2 separate regions of the Pan troglodytes genome follow, and region 1 is linked to region 2. A link is a contact called in public capture Hi-C data. All regions are on one chromosome and are shown on one strand. The core of a region is the stretch at or near the end of the contact, and the rest is flanking DNA. Distances in the headings are between cores, read along the strand shown. Region 1 has its middle 300 kb from the start of ETS1. Region 2 has its middle 410 kb from the start of ETS1.

Region 1 (3,607 bases), core at 218-2,717, 120 kb before region 2:
GAACTCAGAATTCTCCTAATACCAAGTTTGCTATTTTTTTCTGCCTTAACACAAAGGCTCAGAAACTACATGTTTCAGCAGTAACACTGCAATTCCAGATAGGGGACTTCTCCAATATCCAGGGAGGCTGGATCAGCAGTAACACTGCAGTTCGAGATAGGGGACTTCTCCAATATCCAGGGAGGCTGGATCAGCAGTAACACTGCAGTTCCAGATAGAGGACTTCTCCAATATCCAGGGAGGCTGGATTCTCCCACACATTTCTCAGGAAACACATAAAAGCCTTATCCTCTAGCAACTTGCCTTGGGGGAGGTCTGGAAGAGCTGCTTCCGACCTGACTTGGAGTCTGAGTGAGAAGAAAGCAGCGGGGTATGGCATATTTTGCGCATCAGCTTCTCCCGTTCCCTGAGTGGCATTATCCAGGACTTGCAGGGGGCAGCCCAGCCCTTCTTCTCTTAGAAGCCCCAGCTTGCCGAGGGCCAGTCGGGTCTAACTTCTTGCTCATCATAAGGCAGCACCATGACAGAGAGGAAAGGAAGCTGGAGCTGCTGGAGGCAGGGCTGGGCTCCCGAGCAGGAAGGGCATGCAGTTCCCTGCTTCATGCAGTGTGGGGCTATCCAAAATTATTGTCTAAAATACCCTTCAGAGGAATAGAAATGCCACTGCTGACGTTCTTTACTTTAGGTCTTTAGGGGATTTTAGAATGGAATCTAAAGAAAAATGGAAATGACTCCCCCAGTGGTAATGGTCTCCATGTGATTAGAAGCATGGATAAGGATGAAACTTGGAAAGGGAAAATGATGAGAACCCCCCAAAATCTTGACCTCCTCCATCCTCTTCTTTCTGGCATGTGCTTGTGGATGGACAGACAGATAGCACCCCGCCAACCCACACAAACCTGTGGTGTTGTCTGGAAGACCAGAAGGGGTTGCCTGGGCCTCCTTCATCGGCCACCATCTGGCTTAAGCAAATCTCTCACTCGGAGCCAACACCCTGCCCCTCCCTGTGCCACTTGCGTAGGTGCCCAACAGCTTCAAGATAGGAGCCTCCTTCCTCCCCTGTTGCTCCTCACTTCTGGGGCTCAGCAAGGATGTTCATAGCTCCTAGCCGACCTTCTGCTTCTCCAGGGATGGGTGTGTCTGGCCTGCCACGGTTCCCGTGGACACCGGCAGCCCCCCTTGCAAACTCTGTTCCTGCTCTTCGAGTGCATTCTTGGCCCACACGACCAGCCTCTAAGGTGCCCCCGCTGCAGGAGAGCCTCCCACTCACTGGCTCGCCACTCCGCCTGTGTGCTTCCCAGCCGACCAGGGCGAGTTTTCAGAAAACTATTTTTAGAAAGAGTAACCTCAGAATAAACACCACTCACCAGATGCTGGTGTTTTTCTGGGGCAACCAAGCTGAGGATCATTTGTTTAAAGAGAAAGGTGAAACAGACAACGTTGCTCTTTTGGCCTGGGATGGTTTGCAGACTGCTGGGTTTTACTCCCTCTAGCGGCATGATTTTAGAAGACATGACACTGCCTTGACCCAGACTAATAACCATATTCTATAATGGCCGGGATATTTGAGATAACTCAATTTTACTTGACATTTAGGCTTCTAGTTTGATGCCAAGTAAGGACAGATTTAATCCTAAGTTTACAGGTACAAACATGTGTTAAGACTAATAGGACAAACTCTCTGCATCATTGTCTTATCCCTGCAAGGGTTGATGAATAAAATTCTATTTTGAAAAAGAGATGTTATAGTAAAACTGCTGGATATCTTTGATTACATAAAACTTATTCCCTACAGAAGACCTACATGTAATTTTGTACTATGTATCACTTTCCTAAATAAGTGGATGGGATAGGGAAGAACAAATTAGAAGAGGGACTTGTGAGTCTAATGTTGGCAAGAAAACAGAACAAAACAACATAAAGCCTTCTGATTGTAAGACTTGAGAGACCAGAAACACCTTACTAAGAGGCATCAAAGTGTGTCTCTCTTTGAAAGTTGTAATCGTATTTCTAATCATTATATTTCTTAGTGAATTTGGTACAATCACAAAATGACAACAGAACAAAATGAAATGACTTTTTGTAGACCTTCCTTCTCAATTCCAGGATTCTACAATCCAGCCCCATTTCTCTGATTGGAAGAAAACTGTAAATGAAAAGATTGTCACTGGCCTGAAGACATTAGTCCTCTGATTAGCAGAGCTTATCAGTGTGGAAAATAGTCAATGGACAATGATCTAGTCATATCATAAATGACTGGATTTCTCCTGCAACCTGGGTGTTACTGAGCTGCAGACTAAAACCAAAACGACTGTGGGTGACCAGAGGGAAAACGCTTGAAGTCATCAATCAGTTAAATCATGCTCATATCTCAGCTCATTTTGAGTCAGACTTTGCACATGACAGAACTGCATTCATTCAACAGAAAGCATTCCATTCACAAAGAGTTCAGCTAAACTGACACTTGATTCATTACGAGTTCTTTTGCGGAAGGACTGGTTGGTTTTCCAGAGTAACAGCCTCGTCTCTGACCGCCCTTTTCTCTGTATTCACATTCACCATTTTTGTATGTTTCTGCCCACAGCTTATCCAACTTTCAGCAACTACTGATGGGGAGACTAGAATGCTGGTTTCCCTGTGGCACATGAGTAGTACATGATACTTTTTGTCCTCTAAAGTGGATCGTCACCAAGAACATGTCGGTGCTAATTTCCCTGAAGCATTGGTCTGTTTTCCTTTGCTGCAGTAGAAAGGAAGACCTATATACTATGTTACCCTGAGGGCAACATTGTTCCTGGTTTAAAACCACTGACTTAAGGAGAGGTACTGGGAATGAGAGAGATTTTATTCTTTCTTTTTTTCTGTTTATATTTTTCAACAATTATAGCACACCTAAACTGTGGCGTAGGCCTTGGGGATCAATAGCAAACAATGATAAATTCCTATCGTCAAGTAACTTGTATTCTGGTATATGTGTACAACAGAGACAGATGGTACATAGCAACAAATACATGAGTATTCCTGATAGTGATAATGTTATGAAGACACTAACACAAGGTAGTGAGCAAGGGAGTAACTATGTCAGCATGAACAAAGTGCAGGGACCATGGAGAGCTCTCAGTGCCAGCTCTTGCATTTAGCTGAATCTTGGATCATAGCAGGCAAGAGATAGCCACTGGTGGTGGTGGCCCCGGTGGTGGTGGCAGTGGATGTTGTGAAAGACAGTAATATGACCAAAGTTATGGTTTTACAAGTTTCTTTTGATAGTGATCTGTTTGCAGGATATTGGAAAAGAGCAAAGCCATGGAAACCAAGAAATTGGTTAAGAGGTTGTGTAATTATCAAGAAAAATGGCAATAAAAGCCTGAGCTGGGTGATGGCAGTGGGAATGGAAAGAAAGGACCAATGAGAGAAACTGCGAATAGAAATTTACAGCAGAGTTCACCCGAGTTTTAGATTTAACTGATTATTTTAAAAAATAACCCTGTGTAATTTTGTCCCATGAGGACATTAAAACAAATGAACACTACCATCAATTCTGCTTTATGAAAATGAGACGGTGTTAACACATGAAAAGGCAGACAGGACATAATCTCGCTACAAAGGG
Region 2 (3,252 bases), core at 70-2,569:
CATCCTACATATTTTACACCTCAGTGCTGAGGACAGCAAGCAGCTCCCCATGTTACCAGGTAGGCTTTCCAGATAAAACACAAGGTGCCAGTTAAATTTGAACTTAAGATAAACTATGAGTAATGTTTAAGTATAAGGGTATCTCATGCAATACACAAGACATTTATATTAAAACATTACTTGTTGTTTATCTGAAATTCAAATTTAACTGGGTGCTTTGTATTGCTAAATCCAGCGGCTTTGTCCCTAAGACAAAGTTGGGAATTCTTAAAGAAAGAAAATCAATTTTATTTTTGGAAGCCTCCGATTCCAGCCTATTGTCTTCCTCTGTACACTTTTCCCTGTGCTTGCCACTAAGCTATGTCCAAAGTACAGCTTTAGGATCTCTGGAGCCTCTTCATCCACATAGAGCAGGACAAGTCAATAAAGAGGCAGCATTGGGGGAGCATGAACTTGACCCATTCAAAGTTAATGGTAACACCTTGGTGAGGAAAACAAATGTTAGGGAATGAAACAAAGGTACTTCCTGTAAGGACCACCATTATCACTAACTGAGGGAATTTGAGAGTGCTTCACTTCAAACGGATCTGAGGTATGGAAACCTGAGTTTATACAAATCCAGGGGTGCTTTCGTTTTACTAATTACAAAGGGATCCCTGGCCTTATAAAAAGATTTAAAAGATGTTTGGAACATAGTTTGACTTTTTCTATTCAAAAATCGTTCAATACAGCTGTTATATACAATAATGCACTCATTTATACTTTAATAAAATATAGATTTGCTGTTGTATGGGTTAGAGTCGCCAGACTTAGCAAATAAAAACACAGAATGCCCAGTCACATTTGAATTGCACACAAACAACAAGTATTTTTCAGTATGAGCATGTCCTGTGCTTATACTAAAAAATGAGTTGTTGATCTGCAATTCAAATGTATCTGTGCATCCAGTAGTTTACATGGCAATGCTGTATGGATACAGTCTCATATTCCTGATTTTGAAGGCAAAGGAAGATGGAAAAAGGGTTTGGGAAAGGAATAGATAAGAATTAGGTCAGTATGTAATGCACTGAATTTTATCATAGGACCTGCTGGGCTCAGTAGATGTAGCAATTAGGTGCTTTTGGCAATGAGATTTGAAGTCTCCCTTGGAGGTTGGTAGACTTATATTACTATGAAGCCATGAGCCACTCTAGGTTTTGTGACCTAGCCACCCCCTGTGACAAAACAGATATTTGCAAAAACAGCTGGGGGACACCTTCCGCACAAGGTCGGATGCACATTCCTCTTCCTGCTGAGCCTGGTCACCAGAGATCGCCCCTCACAGGATTTCCATAAGAGGGCCAGGCAGTTCAGAAAGGAATCTCTTCCAAAGCGCCATCTGTTGCAATGTCAGCGGCTTCATGTGTCATTCACAGGAGCTAACACATTCAAATTAAAGTGGGCAAAAGAATTTGTGAGCCGCGGCTTCTGAATTTCCTGGATTTTTTCAATTATCTCTTTCATTTCTACATCAAGGTTTTGCCATTCTTTGAAAATGTGATCATCAGAGTTTTCAAATAACTAAAATTGCTCAAAAATGCAACGACCTGCCTCAGAAAGGAGTGAGTTTCTTGTGTTTGGGAGAGTGAGTGAATATTTAGTGGGCATGTTAGGCAGCTGATACAATCTCTTTTGGTGTGTAGACTCGACGACATGATTTTTCAGGTCTTGAAAACTGTTTGGCACAGCACAGACTCTAGGATCATATATAGTTGAATTAAAATCCATGGCTTTGTCTTTTATTAATTAATTTTGAACAAATCACTAAATTTTTCTAACCTGCTTTTTTTTTTTTTTTTTTTTTTTGGACAGAGTCTCGCTCTGTCCCCCAGGCTAGAGTGCAGTGGCAGTGGTGCGATCTCAGCTCACTGCTACCTCTGCCTCCTGGGTTCAAGCAATTCTCCTGCCTCAGCCTCCCAAGTAGCTGGGACTGTAGGTGCCCGCCACCACGCCCGGCTAACTTTTTGTATTTTTAGTAGAGACAGGGTTTTACCATGTTAGCCAGGATGGTCTTGATCTCCTGACCTCATGATCCGCCCGCCTCGGCCTCCCAAAGTGCTGGGATTACAGGTGTGAGCCACTGTGCCCGGCCTATTTCTTTATTTGTAAATTAGGGACAAACCCAATGGATTGTTAATATGCAAAGATAATACATCTTTTAAAGATTTGAAAAGATTTGTAAAGTACATGGCATCATTACAGACACAAAAACCCAGAGTGAAATAAATGTAAGTAATCATCTGGGTCCATTCAAATTCTGAGGTTATATATTTTAATGAACTTCAACCAGAAAAACCCTACTATGGTGATTTAAAGAGACCAGAAATTTGGGCTTATAGAACTTGTCTTAGCTTAATAGCATAAGATCCCATCACGCTGATGATCAAGAAGGTATCACAGGTCTCTTATTTGGTGTATTTTTTTAGGGGTGGCTCAAGGAGAATGAACTTGGGATGTACGTTTCTCACTTTGGCCCCTGGCGCAATATGATGTACATATTCGGTGCTCAGAGAATAAGGTTTGCTGGAGAATGTGATCTCCTTTGCCATAAATGCAAGCAGGAGCTTTGATGTTTATTCCACGAAACTCCTGGCTGGAAAGAAACTCAGTCACATAGACACAATGGGGCTTTTCTACATTTCAGTTTCTCTGCAGACCTTTTAAAATGTTGGGAGCTTAGCTGTGGTCAAAGAATGCCCACTTATGTTTCTAACAGTGCTGAACAATGAGATCTCTCTTTGTAAAAGGTGCGTTCTCCAACACCCTATGTGAAATCTGCAGGACTATTTGTTTCATGTTCTCATCGGCACAGATCAATATTCCTAATTGCCTGCCAAGTCATTTTCCCAATAGTTTGCAGAAACCTTATCTTTTTTAGAAGCCATGTTGATTTTCTCCATTCTTATAAAATAATACTGCCATTCAGGTCAAAAGATCCAAATAATGAACACATTTGACGCAGAGGCTTTATAAAAATTATTTTGTTTCCTGCCCACACTGGGAATCTGTTGTCTACGCATAATCAACAAGGAAGATTAGTTTATGGGAATCTTAAGTCCATCCTGAGTGCACAGAGATAAATTCTAAAAATAAAGCTAACTTCTATTTTTTTTTTTTTCCCCCTGGGGTAAGTGCTGAGCATATTTTCAGAGACTTGAGACTAAAGTGCAGCATCGGGCATTATTCTCAGTCTCACAGCGCCACCTTTTGGCC

What was found. Capture Hi-C pulls out chosen DNA fragments and counts their contacts.
Region 1: a capture Hi-C map of stem cell-derived neural stem cells shows a contact between it and region 2, with 2.8 times the contacts expected there. The contact joins two enhancer-like sites. A contact is called at or near these places in 4 of 7 Hi-C or Micro-C datasets (blood, induced pluripotent stem cells and stem cell-derived neural progenitor cells) and 1 of 1 other capture datasets (stem cell-derived neural stem cells).

What each region holds. Positions count from the first base shown.
Region 1 is chr9:130,221,876-130,225,482 of NHGRI_mPanTro3-v2.0_pri, reverse strand. No RefSeq gene overlaps it. Among named protein-coding and RNA genes, the nearest start is that of ETS1, 300 kb to the left of the region's middle. Within about 2 kb of position 1,467, at least 3 of the 24 cell types and tissues checked have an H3K27ac peak or open chromatin away from gene starts, as enhancers often do. A contact at or near this core is called in stem cell-derived neural stem cells, where this site is marked.
Region 2 is chr9:130,106,693-130,109,944 of NHGRI_mPanTro3-v2.0_pri, reverse strand. No RefSeq gene overlaps it. Among named protein-coding and RNA genes, the nearest start is that of ETS1, 410 kb to the left of the region's middle. Within about 2 kb of position 1,319, at least 4 of the 24 cell types and tissues checked have an H3K27ac peak or open chromatin away from gene starts, as enhancers often do. A contact at or near this core is called in stem cell-derived neural stem cells, where this site is marked.